Regions from separate parts of the Sus scrofa genome. Here region 2 is linked to region 1. The links are chromatin contacts, called in public Hi-C maps. All regions are on one chromosome and are shown on one strand. The core of a region is the stretch at or near the end of the contact, and the rest is flanking DNA. Distances in the headings are between cores, read along the strand shown.

Region 1 (5,362 bases), core at 1,107-3,606:
AGCCAAGAGTGGTGGCAGTGGAAGTGAGGAGAGACAGTCATCCTAGTCAGATTTCAAAGGCAGAGCCAGTAGGATTTTCTAATGCATTGGATGCGTGGTGTGAGACAAGGAATAGAGAAAAACACCAAGGCTTTGAGTCTGAGCAACTAGAAGGCCAGAGTTTCCATGTACTGAGATGAAGACTTTGGGAAGGAGCAGGTTTGGGATGAAAGTTCAGGAATGTAGTTTAGGACATCTTAAATGTAAGGTACCTATCAGACATCCAAGCAGAGCTGTGGAGGAGGCATGGATACCAAGGGCCTGGAGTTCAGGATTTAGCTGAACCAGAGGGACAAATTTGGGAGTTGTCAGCAGATTTAAATGAGGAATTTAAATGAGGGTGGGTGAGAGCCCAGAGACAGCAATAAAGAGCATCATATATTTTAACGACTCATAACGTTAATAACATTTTTTATTTTAAGAGAAAATACTAAAGAAAGAATTAGAGCTCAATTTATTGCACTTTAGATACCAGGTGCATTATAAAGACTGAGCTCTCTTCACTGTTATTTCCCCACAAATAAAACTTACTAGGGAAATTTAAGAATAAGAGCCTCACTCAAAAGTCGGCCAAATGAAGCCACCACTCCAACATCATATTCTCCAGATCCCACATCTGGCCACTCATACACTGGAAGCTGAGACTGGACAGCAAATTGCTTCACTGGCAGTCCTTTCGGTGATGGGGAGGGCACTGTGACCACCTCCAACTTTTCAATTAACTCCTCCTCCTTGTTTTCCCTAAATTGGAAAGAGCAAAAAAAAAAGTGACAGTGTTAAGACCAAAATGTAAAGCTAAACTACTCCACACATTTCTAAGGCATTTTTAAGATTAAATTCACAAAGCACTTAAGGGAAAATGATTAATACTAGTGCAACTGAGAGATGAGGTTTTACTTTTTATTTAATTTTAATTGTTTTAAAGAGCCACAAGTGGCTACTGGCTACTGTTACAGTTCTAGAAATTTCCTATTCATACTAAAACTTATACAGTACAGACATTTTACACAATTGGGATATAATATATACTGCTCCACATTTAACTTTTCTCAACACCATGTATACTATTATGTGAGTCTTTTTTTAAAAAATGGGTTAAATATACATTTGCTTGTATATCCATCAAACACTTCTAGAATAAGAAGCTGAAAACAGTGGGTATCTTTGAAGAGAGGAACTGGGAGACAGAGATGGAAGGGACTGACTTTTCATCGTATCCTTTGAATTTTTTACTATAATTACATGTTATTTGAATAGATACTTAAAATCTGTGTCTATATAGATACACACATGTCATGGACATCATCCTATGACACTACATGTAGCACCACCTCATTTTTTTACCTGCTGTATAGTATTCCAATGCCCAGAGCTGTTCAGTTATTTAGAAGGTATTGCATCATGTTGAGGAGTTATGAGAAAAGGAGTAGACAGGAGGGCCCAAAAGAGAAAGTGCAGGAGTACTGGCACTACCAAGTAAAGCATCAGGATACGTGCAGGGAGAGATGGAGGAAGCAATAAGGGGAATGCAGCACGTGGAGAGTGCGCTATGGAGGGTGTGCGGAGGAAACATGTGTGAAGACAGTGTTATAGAAGGTGTTACATGTGTGGAGGGAGAATACCAGCGGAATCATGAAAGAGTCATTATGAGGGTCTGCTGTGAAGTATCTGCAGGGAAGACTTGAATGGAGTTGTCAGAAATGAGTGTGAGGGTGCATCAGGAAAAAACAAGAGTGAGGAAATAAAAAATGTAGGATAGTTTCCTTAAGCGCAAAACGGCCTGGAAGGTGGTGGGACTGGACAGAGGGTGCCTGTAAAGGGGCCAGCACCAGCCAGGCGCTGCGGAGAGAGTAGGGAGTGTAGACCCGACAGGGCCAGCCTGGCACTCACAGGCTGACCCCGCGCACCTTCCGGGGACGCCAAGATCTGGGCCCACACTCCTCTCGCGCTGCGAGAGGGCCAGGATTTAATCTCTGGCCCTGACCAGGAGTCGAAACCCTCGAGGCCAGCCGGAGGGGCTCCAGAGCCATGTCCTCAGCAACCCGGACCTCCCAACCCCCGGCCCCGGTACCTGGCGGCGTGCAGCGCCCGCAGCGTTTCCCGGGCGAACTCGTCAGTGCCAAAGAAAAGCACCCGCCAGGGCGGCTTCTCGCGGACCCGGACGCCCCATCCGTCCTCCCCGCCAGGGGACCCACTTAGCCCGGCCAGCGCTGGCCACTGCGGGATCTTCCTTCGGCCTGCGCAGCCACCGACAGGCAGGGTCCCCCAGCAGCGCCGCATAAACACTCTCATCGCCTCTGCCTGCGGCCTACACTACGCAGGCGCATAGGAGTGCGAGGAGGGCACCCGGCGGGTGGGGCGGAGCCTGGGAGGAAACCCGATGGGCGAGGTCTTTCAGCTACTTGGGGCGGGGCCTGCCTGATCAGCGGCTTGGCTCATCTGTGTTTAACAGTTGATGTTTACCTGTTCAAGCGTCCCCGTGACTTCCGCTGCATTGGTTTGCACGATTTCACTAATCTCCCCCAAATAATTTTTATTCTTATGGCCGCTCCCCACGGCGCATGTAAGTTTCAGGGCCAGAGATTAAATCCTGGCCACACCTGCGACCTTTGCCGCAGCTGTAGCAATGCCCTTTAAACCCACTGCACCAGGCCGGAGATCAAACCCGCACCTCTGCAGCAACCCTAGCAGCTGCAGTCGGATTGATTCCTAACCCAAATTCACCTGTGTGTTGAATAAAAAAGAGGAAGGAGTCCCTGGTGGCTCACTGGGTTAAGGATGCTATGCATTGTCACTGCTGTGGTTCTGAGGGTTTGATCCCTGGCTCAGGAACTTCGGCATGCTGCAGGTGTGACAAACAAACAACCACCACAAACAAAACCAAAGAGGAGTGGGGGTGGGACTGCATTTCCGGTGATTTTATTTTGCTAATCTGATCATATATGAGAAGGGGAGCAGGATGGGATCCCAACCTTCTACCAAGTAAATTCTCTTCCAGTACTCTCTTTTAGGGTAAGTGGAATATGATTCTAATATTTTTTATTCTAATATCTTTAAAATTGTCTTTCTCCATATAATATGTCTTACAAATACAAGCCAAATAGTCATTTGGGTTATTATCTTAGAATCTGGCTGCTGTCTAAAGTGTGACTCTTGGAGTTCCCGTCTTGGCTCAGCAGAAATGAATCCGACTAGCATCCATGAGGACCCAGGTTCAATCCCTGGCCTCGCTCAGTGGTTTAAGGATCCAACATTGCCGGGAGCTGTGGTGTAGGTTGCAGATAAGGCTAGGATCTGGCGTTGCTGTGGCTGTGGCGTAGGCCGGCGGCTACATCTCTGATTTGACCCCTAGCCTGGGAACCTTTGTATGCCACAGGTGTGGTCCTAAAAAGACACACCCAAAAAGGGTGACTCTTCATGTTTGTGTTTATGTAATTCCTCTGCTTATGTTAGAAAGCCTGCATTATGCGCAATTTTCAGCAGCCCAAATTCTCTACAGGTAGCCCCGCCCAACAGAGCTGCCTTGAGCTGTTCATAGCGCCCTCTGCCAAACACAGCGCTGGCTCAGTGTGAGGGGCCAATACCAACCCCTTCCTCCAGGGAGCTGCCTTCTACCATTGACATATAATTTTCTAGCGGGTGGACTCTTTTTAGAAAACTACTTTTTAAAAAACTGAACATAGGGAGTTCCCATTGTGGCTCAGTGGTTAACGAATCCGACTAGGAACCATGAGGTTGCAGGTTCGATCCCTGCCCTTGCTCAGTGGGTTAAGGATCCGGTGTTGCCGTGAACTGTGGTGTAGGTTGCAGATATGGCTCGGATCCCACGTTGCTGTGGCTGTGGCAGAGGCGGGCGGCTATAGCTCTGATTAGACCCCTAGCCTGGGAACCTCCATATGCCGCGGGAGCAGCCCAAAGAAATGGCAAAAAGACAAAAGTAAATAACTGAACGTGGAAAAAAATCTGTTTAATAAATTAACTGAACATGGTATTATTGTACAGCTGACTTTTTCCCAGGATGCTAAAAAGGAGATTTTTCTGAATTTCTTGGTGGTAAATTTGGAATGGGGGGGGTAAGTCCATTTCCTAGCCCAAACAAATCCATGGCTGGAGCTACTATAAAGCACACAGAGAAGATGAGGCCATCAGCTCCTAATGGCAAGAAGTTTTAGGTAATAAGACATCCGTGAGTTCTCTGGTGGCCTAGTGGTTAAGGATTTGGTGCTGTCACTGCTGTGGATTGGGTTAGATCCCTGGCCCTAGATGCAGATCTAGGTTAAATACAGATGATCTGCATGCCCTCAGCAAGGCCAAAAAAAAAAAAAAAAAAAATTCAGAAAGCACATTCAAGGGAAGGGAACTGGGCTATAAAAGAATCCTGATAGTGCTAATTTGGCTGGTGCTCCAGTTTCCAGAAATTTCTCTCCCCTGATGAATGGAGTATGTGTGCATTTGAATCAATGAAATTACTCCAGGTTCTGAACACTTGGTGGTAACCATGATGACATTTCAGCTTTGAATGTTTTAAAACTGAAGTGATGAGACAAGCAAGTGGAGCCATTTGGTAGAAATCTAGAATGTGGGAGTGGCTTCCACGACTGAGTTAGGGGTGTGAGAGAGCTGATCCAGAAATGGGAGGAAGCAGGAAACATCTCTTCCTGTACCCCATGATCTCACTCTAAACCTGAGTAAGGAGACACCCCACAGATTAAGTCTGTGTGTGAGAGAGTAAGAGAGACAGATTAGCCTGTGGGCACTAAGAGTCAGAAGGAGCAGCCAGAGCCCTGCCTGGGAAGGATGGAGCTGGGGCACTAGAGGAAAATAGTCAGAGATCTGGTTAGTAAGGTGGCCAATGCCTGAGTCCACAAGAATTCCCGCGTGTGGCCTGGAAGACAATGCCACATGTGGCCAGGGGGAGGTTTGCTATACACAGGCATTGGGTCAGTGGCAGTGGCAGGAACTGAACCGAGGGACGCAGCCAGTGGTACCTTAGGGATGCGTTCCATATACTGCCATCTACTGCCTGTGGTTGCATCGGTTGCACCAGAAGTCCGCAAGAGGGCGCTGTGCGATGAGTCTTGCGGACAATTACACAAGCCCCAGAGTTTCTGACTCCTCCCACCCGGCTGTCCTTAGTGCCCTTTGTGGTCGCATTAGATAGAGATCACTTCCTAATTTGTCCAGCTGCTCAGTAAAGCAAGGTTGGGTCTTTAAGGCCACCCCTTGGGGAAAGACCGGGACATGCTGGCCATCCTATACCTGCCCTCAGCTCTTACAGATGACACACAAATGCTAAAGAAGCTGTTCAGTACTACAGACTCCC
Region 2 (5,362 bases), core at 924-3,423, 250 kb before region 1:
CACCTCAGAACACCCAAGCAAAACCCTGCCTAGTTAGGGCCTCTTCTTGCCTCATCTCCATCTTCTCACCAGCTTAGTCTCAAACCCCTGTAGTCTTCCATCCATCTGTTCCAGTTGGCAAACACTGTCAAATCCACCAGAATTTGTCTCCCCTCTGACTGGACCTGTTGACTGCCCCTATCCAGCTGACCACTTCTCTCCAAAAGCTCCTCTCCTTCTCCTGGGAAACCATATTCCTACTTTTCTTCTGCAGCACCTTCTCTGCTTTCTCTCTTTTTTAAGGGCCGCACCTGTGGCATATGGAAGTTCCCAGGCTAGGCGTCCAATCAGAGCTACAGCTGCCGGCCTACACCATAGCCACAGCAACCCAGATCTGAGCCTCATCTGCGACCCACACCGCAGCTCAGTGCAATGCAGGGTCCTTAACCCACTAAGCGGGGTCAGGGATGGAACCGCATCCTCATGAATACCAGTCAGGTTCATTACCACTGAGCCACGAGGGGGATCTCCTGATTTCTCTGTTAATGTGACCTGGACCCACTTTTCCTATTCTCCTTACTCAGTCTCAAGGATTGCACTATGAGAACCACATGCACGATGCCCATATCCCTCTTATTTTCAAAAGTCCGATGAGCATCTTCTCTGAAACAACCAGCCTGCCATCTCAAATACCACCACCATCTCCCTCCTAAACGTGGGCCACTTTAGTCTTTTCCATCTCAGTGGCACACCCACTCCCCAAGGCGTTGTCCTCACGGTGTTGGACTTGGCCCCCACCCGGGGCTCCGTGGGCAGTTTCACTGGCGTGGTGTCCGTGACCCGGGTGACCGCCGCGCGCCGCAGCTCCTCGGGCTGCACCGGGCTGATGGTGACGAAGTCGCGGGGCCTTGGGCCAAGAAGTTGAGTGCGGGCGGAGGCTGGCCTGGGACCCGGGGCCGCGGCCAGCTTGAGGCGCAGCGTACGCAGGAAGCGGCGCAGGCGGTCTGGAGGGCAGTCGGAGAGCAGCAGCTGCACAGCGCCGGCCGGGGAAGCGCCATAGGCCGGGAGCCTTAGAGTGCTGCGCCCCATCGCTGCGAAGCGCGTGAAAAGGCGCGCAGCGCGCAAGGGGAAGCAGCGCGGCCGCCCCGCGGGTCCCGGCGCCTTCAGCCTAAGCATCAACTCCCGGCGCTCGTTACGACCCAGGCTCAACTCCGCGGTGCGTAGCGCCTGGCGCCTTCGCGGCTGCCCTCCCGGGCTCAGCTCTTCCACAGCCACGCGGCACCGTAGCTCCGCGTCCTCGCTTTCTGCTGCCGCTGCCTGGGTGCCCGACAGCATTGCCATCGCCTCTGCGGGTCTGTAAAAAGACCGGAGCTCAGGGGTCACGGGGACTCAAGGAATATATCATAGGTTGTATAGAAGCCGTGACGGGGAGCCCGGTGAAGGCCACATAGGGTCACAGAGGCTGTCACTGGTAACACAAAGAGGTCACGGAAATGGTAAAAGGGCCCTAGAGTAAACCGGATTTTCTCTTAGAAATTACTACCCTACACAATAATTTCCAGGGCAGCGGATGGGCAGCGTCAATTGCATCCAGCATTGGAGAACCGCAGCTGTCCGCCAAGTGCCACAGAAGGGAGCCCTGGAACGGAAAAGAAGCCTGCTTCCAAGAGACCCATAGGCGGACACGAGAATCCTGAGTCCTGTCCTTAAGAAGCCAGAGACTTTCACGTTGAGGAGGTGAACAGGAAACATACTCCCTAATAAGCGTCTTATGTCTTCCAGGTACGTTCACTAGTTTACATGCGGCCAAGCAGGTCTCACTCTTCTCCGTGTACAGAAGTGGAAAACAGGCTGAGAGAGGCCACAAGGGGTGGTAGGAGTCAGGGCTCGTGTGATTCTGAAGCCCTGGCGCTTCCCATCTTCAGGGTAGGGATAGAGTAGAGAATCTTTGGTTAGGGAAATCGCAGAGGGACCCTGGGGTGCGGGAATCCATTCTCCCTCCGTCTGACCCACTCGTGTGCACCCTCCCGGCAGGGACCCCTTGAAGAAGAAGGTTCTCTGCCTCCCACCTCTGGCATCCGAGTGAACACTCACTTGCGACGGACAAGCTGAACAGAGCCGGCATGCACGCAAAGGTAGGACACTGGGAACTTTCAAATCCTGGGAGTAGAGAATCACCCTATCATCGGCCGGATCTTTAAATTTTCCAGCCAATCATAGACAGCGGGCGTGGCAACGGGCGTGTCTTTGGGTGTCTACTCTTGGAGCCTGGGCTGTACCAATAGCACGCCGGAGGGAGAGGCTTATTGTGCTGGCGGAGCGTACCAAGTCGCGCGGACAGGTAGGAGTAGGGGGAGGAAGAAGTGAGCGCATCCGGGCGGCGCGTGGTGTTGTGTGTCTGACTTATTTTCAAGCCTCCAGCACACTCTCCTTCCTCCGCTTTAAGCCCTCACACAGCAGCTGAACTTGGCCTTGGGGAAGAGCTGCCTTTGATCCCTCGCATTCCTGTTTACATTTATAGGACCGTTTGCTCATTTCTGGGCAAACCACATCCCTCCACCGCCTGTTGCTACTGCTGTCTCTGTCTGCCCCGAAACTTTCTACACTTCCTCTGCCCTTGTAAGCGTCGTTTTACGTATTCGTCCTTCCCATCCGGCTGAGGGCCAACAGTGTAGAACTCAGACCTGTGGCCGGATGCTCAAGAGTACAAGGGAAGTGAATGAGCCTCTGTTTTCAGGGAATCAGTAATCCCTCTTATTGCTCTGGCTGCTCAGGGAATTTATTTATTTTTTATTTTTATTTTATTTTTTTGTCTTTTTGCCATTTCTTGGGCTGCTTCCCACAGCATGTGGAGGTTCCCAGGCTAGGGATCCAATCGGAGCTGTAGCCGCCGGCCTATGCCACAGCCACAGCAACACGGATCCGAGCTGCAACTGCGACCTACACCACGGCTCACTGCAACGTCAGATCCTTAACCCACTGAGCAAGGCCAGGGACCGAACCCGCAATCTCATGGTTCCTAGTCAGATTCGTTAACCACTGAGCCACGACGGGAACTCTGGGAATTTATTTTTAATTATCTTTTTTTCTCCTCATTAAATCTTGGAATGACAGAGCTGGAAGGGATCTTACAGGTGAGTCAGCCCCCTCATTTATTGAATTGCCCCCATTTTTCAAGTGAGGAAACCAAGGCTCCAAGAAGTTTGTTTGTTTGTTTGTTTGTTTGCGGGGGGAGTCTGTACCCACTGTATATGGAAGTTCCTGGGCCGGTGATCCAAACCCAGCTGCAGCTGTGAACTATGCTACACCTGCAGCAATGCTGGATCCTTAAGCCACTGTGCCACAGTGGAAACTCCGTTTAGACTATTTTTAAGTGCACAATTCATTACCTTTAAGAACATTCAGGGAGTTCCCTTTGTAGCTCAGTGGTTAATGAACCCGACTAGGATCCATGAGGATGTGAGTTGGATCCCTGGCCTCGATCTGTGGGTTAAGGATTGGGCATTGCCATGAGCTGTGGTGTAGGTCGCAGATGCGGCTCGGATTCCGCATTGCTGTATATGTGGCTGAGGCCGGCAGCTGTAGCTCCAATTGGACCCCTAGCCTGTGAACTTCCATATGCCGCCGGTGTGGCCCTAAAAAGAAAAACAGACAAACAAAAAACGTTCAAATGTTGTACAACCATCACCACTATCTCCAGAAAAGTTTCATTATTCTCAAACAGAAACTTTGTACCCATTAGACAATAACTCCCTTCCCTAAGGTTGTCAGATCTAAAGGTGACAAATGACTCTTGTAAACAAAAAAACAAACAAAACCCTCAAGTGAAATGGAAGCATAGAAGTAAAAGGTGGAGTTCACCCTCATTTTTTATTATTAAAGAAAAATACACACCATTAAAAAAAAAAAAAGACAATGACCCCCTGTTCTCTCTCCTTTCAGCCTCTGGTACTCTCAACATTTTATTCTGAAAATATTCCAACATGTTTATGCTTACCTTTTATTTTTTATCTTTTTAATGACTGAACCCACAGCATATAGAAGTTCCAGGGACAGGGGATGAATCCGAGCCACAGATGCAAATTATGCTGCATCTGTGGCAACGCTGGGTCCCTTAACCCACTGCGGCGCAGTAAGAACTCCTTACTTTTTAATTTTTATTATTTTTATTTATTTTTGGCCACCTGCAGTGGCTTGATGTGGGATATCAGTTCTCAGATTACGGATGGAACCCCAGGATGAAGCGATGAAAATTCTGCAGTCCTAATCACTAGACCACCAAGGAACTCCCAATTTCTTACCCTTTTTCCCCCCTCCTTTTTATGGCCGCACCTGCGGCATATGGAAGTTCCCAGGCTAGGGATTGAAGCAGCGATGCAGCTGCCGGCCTACACCACAGCCACAGCAGCGCGAGACCTGAACCATGTCTGCAACCTACAGCACTGCTCACCGCCGATCCCTAACCCACTGAGAGAGGCCAGGGATCAAACTGGCATCCTCATGAATACTAGTTGGGTTCTCAACCAGGTGAGCCACAGCAAGAACTCCAGGAACTCTATGCTTTAATTACTTTTAATTAAGTACCAAGTGAGAAATTGCTGGGTCACGGACTTTATACTTAGTTTTATATGATACTGCAAGGGCTTTTTCCAGAGTGGTTATATGCCCACCAGGTTAACAGCGAGTTTTTATAGGGAAAGGAATCTGATATGCAATCTGATATTGCCCGGCGCTGGGTTAACGGTCCTCAGGCTCCGCCCTCCTCCCTGCCCCAGAGCCACCGGGCGTCATCTGGGTCCTGATTGGCCGGTGGAGGAGGGAGGCGGAGCCAGAGGGACTCCTCTCTTCTGTGGGCGGACTTCCTCTCGGCTTTGGGCAGTCTTCGCATCAGCAGGTGTTCTGCTCGGTGCTGCCGCCATTGGGTCAATTCCCAGTGAAGTGCAGCATTGCTACCCCATCTCCTCGGTTAAATCCAAAGCCTAGCTTTAACACAGGCTGTCAGGAAGAACCGATTTTCTTCATTATGAAATTGCCTCCTCCAGAACTCTTCCTATACTGGCAGTGTCAGTCCAGTCCCCGGCTCATTAAAAAAAAAAAAAAACAAAAACAACCCACAAAACAGCAACACAAGGCTTGAGTGGTTTACTGATTGCATTTTCAGAGCTTTCTCAATTGATACTTAAAAGAGCCAGCCCCTGCTCCCCCCCCCCCCCACATTATGGTCTTTTCTCGCCTTGCTTTTGTCTTCCAGCTTTATAGCCCTAAGCTTACACGAGGGTGGTCTTATAGAGGAGCTGAAAGAGTGTTTTACAGTCTTCCAGCTTCTAGAGCATGGCTTCACCTTGCACGGCATCTTCCCTGGGTAGCTGACACTGATCCTCCC

Evidence for each region. Hi-C and Micro-C count contacts between places; a contact is called where the count stands out from the background.
Region 2: a Hi-C map of liver shows a contact between it and region 1, with 5 times the contacts expected there. The contact joins the promoter of PIF1 here to the promoter of MTFMT in region 1. A contact is called at or near these places in 1 of 47 Hi-C or Micro-C datasets (liver) and 1 of 2 datasets of contacts at active chromatin or transcription factors (alveolar macrophages).

What each region holds. Positions count from the first base shown.
Region 1 is chr1:106,967,632-106,972,993 of Sscrofa11.1, reverse strand. It overlaps MTFMT (mitochondrial methionyl-tRNA formyltransferase), which reads right to left and starts at 2,356. Exons shown (of 9, transcript NM_001244826.1): 1 at 2,111-2,356; 2 at 571-780. The coding sequence starts at 2,331.
Region 2 is chr1:107,215,391-107,220,752 of Sscrofa11.1, reverse strand. It overlaps PIF1 (ATP-dependent DNA helicase PIF1), which reads right to left and starts at 2,173. Exons shown (of 11, transcript XM_021093760.1): 1 at 2,074-2,173; 2 at 757-1,333. The coding sequence starts at 1,320. LOC110260912 (a long non-coding RNA gene) reads left to right here. Exons shown (of 3, transcript XR_002344495.1): 3 at 1,542-1,677.